Regions from separate parts of the Mus musculus genome. Here region 2 is linked to region 1. The links are chromatin contacts, called in public Hi-C maps. All regions are on one chromosome and are shown on one strand. The core of a region is the stretch at or near the end of the contact, and the rest is flanking DNA. Distances in the headings are between cores, read along the strand shown. Region 1 has its middle 24 kb from the start of Gm34624. Region 2 has its middle 9.2 kb from the start of Gm39699.

Evidence for each region. Hi-C and Micro-C count contacts between places; a contact is called where the count stands out from the background.
Region 2: a Hi-C map of muscle stem cells shows a contact between it and region 1, with 2.4 times the contacts expected there. The contact joins two enhancer-like sites. A contact is called at or near these places in 5 of 39 promoter capture datasets (cranial neural crest, frontonasal cranial neural crest, maxillary cranial neural crest and 2 more), 8 of 484 Hi-C or Micro-C datasets (the 63-12 cell line, the F1.1 cell line, the G1E-ER4 cell line and 3 more), 1 of 115 datasets of contacts at active chromatin or transcription factors (embryonic basal ganglia) and 3 of 9 other capture datasets (embryonic stem cells, liver and macrophages).

Annotation. Positions count from the first base shown.
Region 1 is chr1:169,553,157-169,557,774 of GRCm38.p6, forward strand. No RefSeq gene overlaps it. Among named protein-coding and RNA genes, the nearest start is that of Gm34624, 24 kb to the left of the region's middle. Within about 2 kb of position 2,090, at least 22 of the 459 cell types and tissues checked have an H3K27ac peak or open chromatin away from gene starts, as enhancers often do. A contact at or near this core is called in muscle stem cells, where this site is marked.
Region 2 is chr1:169,914,525-169,919,142 of GRCm38.p6, forward strand. No RefSeq gene overlaps it. Among named protein-coding and RNA genes, the nearest start is that of Gm39699, 9.2 kb to the right of the region's middle. Within about 2 kb of position 2,362, at least 30 of the 459 cell types and tissues checked have an H3K27ac peak or open chromatin away from gene starts, as enhancers often do. A contact at or near this core is called in muscle stem cells, where this site is marked.

The sequences.
Region 1 (4,618 bases), core at 840-3,339:
AGCCTGGCAGTGGTGGCACACGCCCTTAATCCCAGCACTTGGGAGGCTGAGGCAGGTGGATTTCTGAGTTCAAAGCCAGCCTGGTCTACAGAGTGAGTTCCAGGACAGCCAGAGCTACACAGAGAAACCCTATCTCCAAAAAAAAAAAAAAAAAAAAAAAGTTGTTTTTAGTGCTTAACAAAGCATAGAACAGTAAGAAAGAATTAAGTTTCCCTAGCTCTTATTTAAGCATAAAGAGTTAAATAAAGAACAGACCGTTATAATTAATATTTAATAAAGCAGATACTTAAAGAGAGAAGAAGCCAGTGTCTTTAGCCATAGAATTAGAAAGGAAGTTTTGAGAATCTTTTAGAAGTCATCAGCAGGCATTCAGCGGAGTTAGAGAGCTAGATGGCTAGAGACTGACCGACTTGAAAGCAAAGTCTGACCCTGTGTCCCACTTCAAGCCCATTCCAGGCCTGGCAGGCTCCCAGCACATAACGAGAAGATGAGGCAAGGGAGAGGCTGGAAAAAAGACCCTCGCTGATCATCCAGGGAAAGTAGCAGGGGTCATGGGAGAGAAGCACTGCCGGAAGTGGAAAATCGAGATAGTGACCAAAGTTCTTTTGCCTAGTCTGCCCTCCCTGCTCATCAGCACACCCCAGGGCTTTTAAATATTCATGTCACACATAGTAAGCAAAATTTCGCAGTGACCCGACTCTTAAGACGTTAGTTACAAAACAACATATACAAATGCTTAGAGCGTCAGTAGGCTAAGGTTTCACAGAGCTGGCGGTGCTAGCCTCAAGATGAGCACATAACCACACAGGTACAACATGTACACCCTCTCTCCTTCTGCTTCTAGAGCTCTCCTGGCAGGCTTCTGGTTTTCAAAAGGTCTAGTGGTGATGAGGTCTGTAATTGAATATCAGCTAGTCCTGAGACTGGAAGAAAGTCTTTGGAAATCTTAAAATTAAAAAAAAAAATCAATCTTAGAACTAGAATTTGGGGCGAATGACTGCTCTCATCAGACTATCTCTAATTAACAGTGATCTCAGATCACTTGGGTCATTCGTATGATGCCACCATCCCAGATCAGAAGTACACATTTGAAAGGCTTTCTTCAAAATATGATAAGGGGGTTGCCAGATAAAAGACAGGACTGGTGAGATTTCAATTGCAGGTAAAGCATGAAGATTTTCAATATAATAATGTTCCATTCCAAGTGGTATTTGAATTGTAAAATCTCAAAATATTATCCTTGTGTGTTCTGTATCCAAAATTAAAAGTTGACTATGCATTCCTAAAACTTTGTAAGTCTGGTATCCTCACTTCTGTATCCGCTTTCCTTTGGAAGGTAGGTACCGGAAAATGAAACTCTGAGTCACCCAAAGATCTCCAGAGCCAAATGAAACTCACACACGAATAAGGACTTTACAGGGTGAAAGGGAAGCCTTTGTAAGAACTATACGGAGAGACTGCTGTGAAACTTCACAGGAAGCTATTAAGAGCTACAAAAGCAAGAGGAATCTCCACTGGGCTGAGAAAGATGGGGAGGTTGAGACAGTGTGTGGAAGAGAGTGTGTGTGGAGGGGTTGATGTTACTCCAGAGAGCGCATGGCTGAAGAGAGGTGGTGGGAAAAGCAAAGGCAGAAGACAGCTGCTATTCAGTTTGACTCTGACCTATGTGGGTGAGGAACAGCAGAGAAAAGACTGGAAAGCTAAGGCAACCAAGAAATTGGAAAGGTAAGTGAGGCTCTAACCAAGAGAGCCAGGTCAGAGCTACAAGGACTGGAAATGGAAGCTTTGATGGGACAAGGAGTTTGACTTGGTGGTTTTTTTGATCCTTGATGAAATTGCACCCTGCTATAACAAGGAGAGGATCAAGATCTCCCCTACCTACCAACCTCTAAGGAAACTTCAGGCCATTCGTGCTGTCTTTAACATACATCTCAAGAAATATGATAAAGAAAATCATCTTTTAGGTGTAAAAAGAGCCTGAGTTCAAATCACATGCCACACCCCCATGATGTCATTTCCTGTCTCTGAACTGCAATTAACCTCATACGTAAAAGAGACTAGCAATGCTGGAGAGTATGAGTAACTTTTGGCACACAGGGGAGACTCACTACGAAACCAGGTCAGTTACCATTTTAATAATTACTCAGTCCCTTTAAGCCACTAGAGATTCTTACTTTATGTAATGAGTGTATTCTTAATAGGTAAAAAACTTTGTTTCCAAATACTCACATTAGTCTTTATAAGGAAGCGATGTTTAGGAGGGGAATGTAGCTCAGTGGTAGATATGTGTTCAGCATGCCTCGGGCCTGGGTTACATCCCAGCACCATAATGACAAAAATAAATGGAAAGAAGGGGCAAGGGGGCTGGGCACAGAGAGGAGGAGAGGAGAGCTTTTGAATGAAGAACCCCATATCTTTTTGAACTAAAAACAAAAACAAAACCAGCAAATTAGAAGTAAATATTTGGAATATTTGATCCAGATAATTTCCTTACATAGATTTGCTCAACACTAAAGACAACTGGATTTCCTTCCTAACTGGAAACCCTCACAGTCAGACTAGAGGACCCAAGAGGACCTTGTGCCTTTGCTTCATTCTGAAGGGAAACTCAGAACGTGATTATCATGGTCTGACTAAACCCTCTAAAAGCTGCAGCCAACTGGTGACTCAGAGTTCAACACATGCTGAACACTTGATGAGTTTAGCTGAACACTTGGCCTCAGGACCTGGGAAAGCCAAAATGATAAGCAGATAGTCACCGCATAGACTATTCTTTGTAAACACTCATCCTGGGGTCTGGAGGGATAGCTCAATGATTAAGAGGACTTGTTGTTTTCCAAAGTAGCCAAGTTTGGTTCCCCTATGGTGATTCAGTCATCTATAACTCAAGTTCTAGAGGATTTGATGCTCTCTTCTGGTCTCTGCAGGCACCAGACACCACACACCACACACATGTGGCACACACTTCATACATGCATACAAAACACACACACACACACACACACACACACACACACACAATATTCTGGATAACTGAAATTGTTCCTGGTTTTACTCCTGCCCCAAACTCCACCTCAGTCACCTCCATTTTTTTGTATAAAATAGGCTACAACAACAGAAATGTTGTCCAGTTAGCCAGAATGTTCTGTGCCAAGCCAAAGTCTGAAATCACCAGGGCTCAAATTGTGTTTATAGAGAGTATGTCTCCCTACTTTGGCATTTTTCACCCAAAACTAAGTTGCCAGTACCTGCCTTTATTCATCTCTTCTCCTCAGTGTGCCTTGCTGAATGCATAGAACAGGTTGGCAGCTGAAGAGGAAGTGCCCCTTGCCTTGCCCTTCCCATAGGCTTGCAGTTTGGTTATCCCAGTGCAAGCAGCTTGAGCTGTGTCCTCGCTTGTCCTCACACTTTGGGCCTAAGGTCAGTAGACGTGGGTAGAGCAAAGATGTGACACAGTAGAGTTCTCAGTTACTGCTATAGGGTAGGTGTATGATTCTAGCTGTCCCAGAAGACTGAATCTTCAGGTGTTCGCTTGGGTATCATTGTTTTTTGCACTGCTTTTCTTTGTTTTATTAATTCTGGATTTGTGTCTGTAGGGCTCCTACATAGACTAGCAGTGAGATAAAGCTGTTTCCCTCTGCCTGTATGAACTTCCTTGAGACTCATGAATCCTGTTGATGTCTATCACAGCTGCCCCTTGATAACAGGTAGAGCATCTTCAGCCTTCAAATAGATGCTGAAGAGTAAGACTGTAACTTGGAGAAGGAATGGACTGCTCACGCACACCACTCACCATTTTTTAATCCAGTGATTTGCTTTAGGGCTTTAAGGCTATGCAACCCAGCCGGGGCTCAAGCGCCTAGAGACATGTCGAATGTTAAGTACGATGGAACATCTGAAAGATGTAAAGTCTCAGAGCCTGGAGTTCTGACCAGTTATGTTCAAGACAGAAACCTCTCTGGCTCCATACCTGGAATCCATGAGAAGATGGCTTTCAGACCTTGGCCCTGATTGGTGAGTGGTCTCTAGAACAGGAGGATTCTCTCTCTTATGTAGATGAGAATAACAAGGCCGTGCCCTCCAGTGTGTCTCCATGCCTTAGACCAGCATGGAACAGAAAACCCGAGTCACACCGTGGGAGGGAGCGGTCAGTCAGTCACTGTCTCCCTCCAGTGTTCCTTTCTGTCCTTTATAGAAAATGGAGAATTTCACTGGCTTCCTTATAAAACAAGGTAATGGAAGCTTTAGAAGATGGAGTTAGCATTAAGAGCTATAAACCAGGAAGTAGAACCAGGAAGGGATATTCTAAAGTAATGTGTGATTTTTTCTTTTTTTAAAATCAGGAGTCATTTTTTGAAAGGTCAATTTCTACCGTTTCTGAAAATAGTAATAGTAATTTTTTCCCCTTAAAACACTAAGGATAACTTTGATGGGAAGGAAATGTGTTTTCCCATCTTTCATGTAAGAAAGAGTTACTTCAACTTGGTCAAAATGATAGCATGGCGATTTCTACTAACTATCCATGGTACTGGATGTTAGAAAACAAAAAACAGCAGTTTTTGGTTCCCAGAACATTTCATTCCTTCTGTAGCTTTCCTTGGAGAAACTGCCCAGTGTT
Region 2 (4,618 bases), core at 1,112-3,611, 360 kb after region 1:
CTTCATTGAAAACTGGAAAGGTGGCTTGGTAGTTAAGATTCCAGCTCTAGCCAGGCGGTGGTGTCACCACCACACTTGGGAGGCAGAGGCAGGCAGATTTCTGAGTTCGAGGCCAGCCTGGTCTACAGAGTGAGTTCCAGGACAGCCAGGGCTATACAGGGAAACCCTGTCTTGAAAAAAACAAAAAAAAAAACAAAAAACAAAAAACAAACAAACAAAAAGGACTCCAGCTCTTTCTGCGAAAGGTGGCTTGGTGGTTAAGAGCCCTTTCTGCCCTTCAAGATGACCTGGGGTTCAGTTCCCAGAACCCACATCAGGTAGCTCCTAAAAGCCTGTAATTCCAGCCCCAGGGGATCCAACATCCTCTGGCCACCACAAGCACCTGCACACAGGTGAACACACAGACGACGCATGGAGATACATCTAGTAAATAAAAATGCGAAAATAGCCTTATTGAACCACATAAACAAATAGTAGTGAATGCTACTAATTTTTAACCATTTTTTTAAAAAATGACAACTGGAATAAAATGTGAAAGTATTTGATGTGACCCAATCAATTTCCCACTAGCATTCAATACTTCTACCTCATTCTGTCTTGTGTTTTCGAGAGCCAAGCTTTCATGGCAATTTAACGTAAACTTCTAGGTGGCTCCATCTCAGAATAATCCCGGCTATACACAGTGCCTTGTTTGCACCCGGGACAATCCTACCTATGGTTTAGAGTCTCGCCGTTCAGGAAAGGGCATACTATTATTCTTTCAATGCAGCAACAGAACGGAAAGTTCTGAGCGATGCCAGGCCTGAGGATGGGGTGAGGGCAAAGGACTGAGGCAGGTACACAGGTCTATGCAACGGAGAGGCATGGCAGGAGTAAGTAGAGGAATAGCCTTGGGTTTACTGTGCAGATGGGATGCTGAGCGGGAGCAGAGAAAAGCAGAAGGGAAACAGGGCTGGAGAGGTGGCTCAGCAGTTAAGAGCACTGACTGCTCTGCCAGAGGTCTTGAGTTCGAGTCCCAGCAACCACACGGTGGCTCACAACCATCTGTAATGGGATCTGATGCCCTCTTCTGGTGTGTCTGAAGAGAGCAATTGTGTACTCGTATACATAAAATAAAAATTTTTTAAGTCTCAAAATCCCAGGAAACAGTGCCCCAACTATCAGAAACAAGAACCAGGGGTCTCAGCATCCTCCAAGGAAGAGCCCATTGGAATGCATAGATAGATGTACAGACGCATAGACAGATGTACAGACACACAGAGCAATGAGCTTGGGAACTTAGCACTGAGCCAACTCTGAGAGCAACAGAGCCAACTGTCAATCCTTGTCTGCCATGAAACGTCTCTCAAGTTCACTCTGTTCTAAGCCAGACTTGGCTCATGCTAGGATAAGGAAGGACACAGAGAATCAAGCTGCAGAGGCCAAGCTGCCCTAGGCGTAGGAGATAGAGTGTTGTAAACTGCCATTGCCGGTCTGTAGAATAAGCACGGGTTCAAACCTCTTCCTGGTTCCAATAGCTTATAAGTCTCTACTGCTGACCCAGTATGTGCTACAGCCTGATTTCATGTTCTCAGAAGAGAATCTAGCATAGTAGCTGAGGGTAAAATGGGACACACACACATAGATATGTGTTCATATATATGTGTGTGTGTGTGTGTGTGTGTGTGTTCTTATATATATATATATATGTTCGTGTGTGATATGTGTGGTGTGTGTGTGTAGAGAAAGAGAGAGTGAAAGAGATAGAGCGGGAGAGAAGAAGACAGACAGACAGACTGAGGCTTGATTTACACATGTGAGAGGACAGGATGCTGCCTATCTCTAAATTCTGTATGTGACCTGAAGGTTTCATAAATGTTTGCAAGATCATCATACAAATGGGAAGTAACCCTGATCTTTTGAACTATTGGGAGGGACAAAAGGGCAAGGCTGCAACCACAGGCATCAGAGGACAATCTCACAGACTCCGAGGACAATCTCACGCAGTGAGGATCAAAGTGGAGACCGCGTGGATTTTCCATGAGGAAGGCCTGTGTTCTGCTATCACAGGAAGAGAAGCAGAGGAAGCCTCGTGTCTGGTTTGAGCTTTGGTCTCTGTGCGTTTGGGATCTGGGGGGGGGGGCGGGGGGGTTGTGAGCAGTGGGACTGAGCACCAGGAGAGAAGAATCCCAGATGCTGTAAACAGCCCCTTAAGTCCCTTCCATCATCACGTCCCCCAAAGGGACATCTCCAGCACTCCAGCCAGCTACGTGCTTCTCCGCATTCTCAGCCAGATGTAAGCTGGCCAAGGAGTGGCCATCTGGACTCATAGAGCCCATTAGAGCCATAACAGGCAGCCTAGTCTGGTTATAAACACCAGCGTCTCTCAAGCCAGCTGTCTCACGCTCGGTAATGACACACTTGGGAGGCATCTGGTTTGGGACAGGAGACATCTCTCCCATGGGCTTCAGGAGCCTGGGGGTATCTGGCCCAGGCAGGCAGCACAAGGCTTCTGGAAGAAGGCTAGCAGGCTCTTTCATTCCCTACCTCGTGCTTTCATCTTTGTGTGCCTACCTGTAAGGAGTGCATGCCTGCACGTACACGGTTTGGGAATTATTTTCTCAGGAACACTGGAGACAAAGGGGCTTTCATTAAAACAGGGATATGTGAGAGATTTGAGAACATCTGGGTCTGTCAAGTATAAAGCCATTTGGACTAGGAAGGGTCACATATGTAGGTAGCCCAGGCCTTAGACATTCTTATGTCCTATTCTTATAGGAGGAGGCTGTCTGGGGGCACTTGTCTACGAGCAAACACACCTGTGTCCTCCCCTTCTGTAGATGGTCAAAGGGAGGCAGGAAACAGGCGGGAGGCCACTCATGAACGGAAATCCCACCTCTCTGTTCACATGAAGCCCAGAATGACAGCTGTTCCTCAACAACTATGCAGTTCCTTCTCTTGCTTCTGCCGCAGCTCTGCCTGTGACTCCTAATTAAAAGGAGCACGCTGTTTCTCAGTTAGTCATTAGACGTCTGTCCCCCTTCCCTTATCTTTAAGCTGCCAGGGGAATGAGATTGCAGGCAGGTGACTCTTGCCACCTCCAAGACAAAGCAGCTATTATGGAGCAGGTCTTTGAAAATGAAGTGAATCACATTGATTGGAAAGCCCCAGCCAGTGATAACGTCCATTTAATGGGTGGTAACTGCGTTGGGCATGTTGCTAACAGCTTTGCTTGGATTGTAAAGTGGGTTCTTTACATTTAAACACACACACACACACACATTCGCTGTCTCATAAGTCTGCCTCTAAGACTCACAAAGGACAATTGCTAAGCTGAACTAGATGTTGCTGAAGTCTTAAGTAAAGAAAGTGAGCTAAGTGGAGAAGTGGGGGGCGAGAATGACTCGTCCTGTGCAGAGCTTGAAAGGTGGAAGAGACAGCTGTCCCCAGGGAGGCCAGAAGCACAGAAGACGGGACTGCTGGGCACCTAGGCCTTTGGGGAGGTGGGCTTACATCCAAGTAGAGAACATGCCCCTCAGACGTCTAAGCCCTGAGGTGTTCCTTACAGTGAGAAGCTGGATTACCACAATCAAGTGAAGTGGGGTACAGGTTGCTGGGTGAACCCAACTCCAAACTGCAAAACCTGACAGAGCTTCAGTCCACAGCCAAGGGAACATGCATAGAGCGCCACCTAGAGGGAGTCAGGGGACCATACCCAAGCAAGCTGTGCTGAGACAGAAGGCAGGCCACATTCTCCCAACTACTGCAGTGGGGGCTGTCCCTGACTCTGTTGCCTGCCTGTGGGTCTGCTTTCCACTAACTGAGCCTCAGTGAGAGAGGGTGCGCCTAGTCCTGCATCGACATTTGCTGGGGGTAGTGGGGTACCCAGGGAGAGCTCCCCCTTCCCCCAGGAGAAGGAGGGGGGGGAGTAGGGGCAGGAGCCGGAAGAGGGAGGAACTGGGAGGAGAGGCCTGGCATTGGAATGTAAAGTGAAGTAACTAATTAATTTTAAAAAGAACATTCAAAGAAGCAATATTTCCTGTAACGAGTAAAGCTTTCTGGAAACAATAAAGTTTTATTAGAAAGAAAGAAAAGAGAGGAGGAAGGAAGGAAGGAAGGAAGGAAGGAAGGAAGGAAGGAAGGAAGGAAGGAAGGAAGGAAGGAAGGAAGGAAGGAAGAAAAAAGAAAAAGAAAGTCTGCAGTGAGGTAGGTAAATGCTACAACAGCAGTTCTGCAGGAAGTTTTATTGTTTTTCATTCTTTTGGGTTTTTGGGGAGTTTTGGGGGTTTGGTTTTTTTTTTTTTTGGTATTTGGGTATGTTTTAAAGGTCTTATTTTTATTTTAGGAGCTTCACTCAAAATGACCTCTCCTAGAAATATAATTTATTTAATCAATACCAAAAAAAAAAACAAAAAAAACCTTTATTTAATTTTCTATTCTGACAAAAGACAATCGATTCTCAGCACCTAATTCTGTGTTTTGCCTAGTGTGATTGCACAGGCAATTCTAGCAGTTGGGACGTTAAAGAAGGAATATTACAAGTTGTAAAACAGCCTGGGTTACAAGTCCCTGTCTCAAAAGTCAATCGACAGCACTGAAAAGGAAGGGAATTTAAATGCTTCCAAACTTCTGACACGGA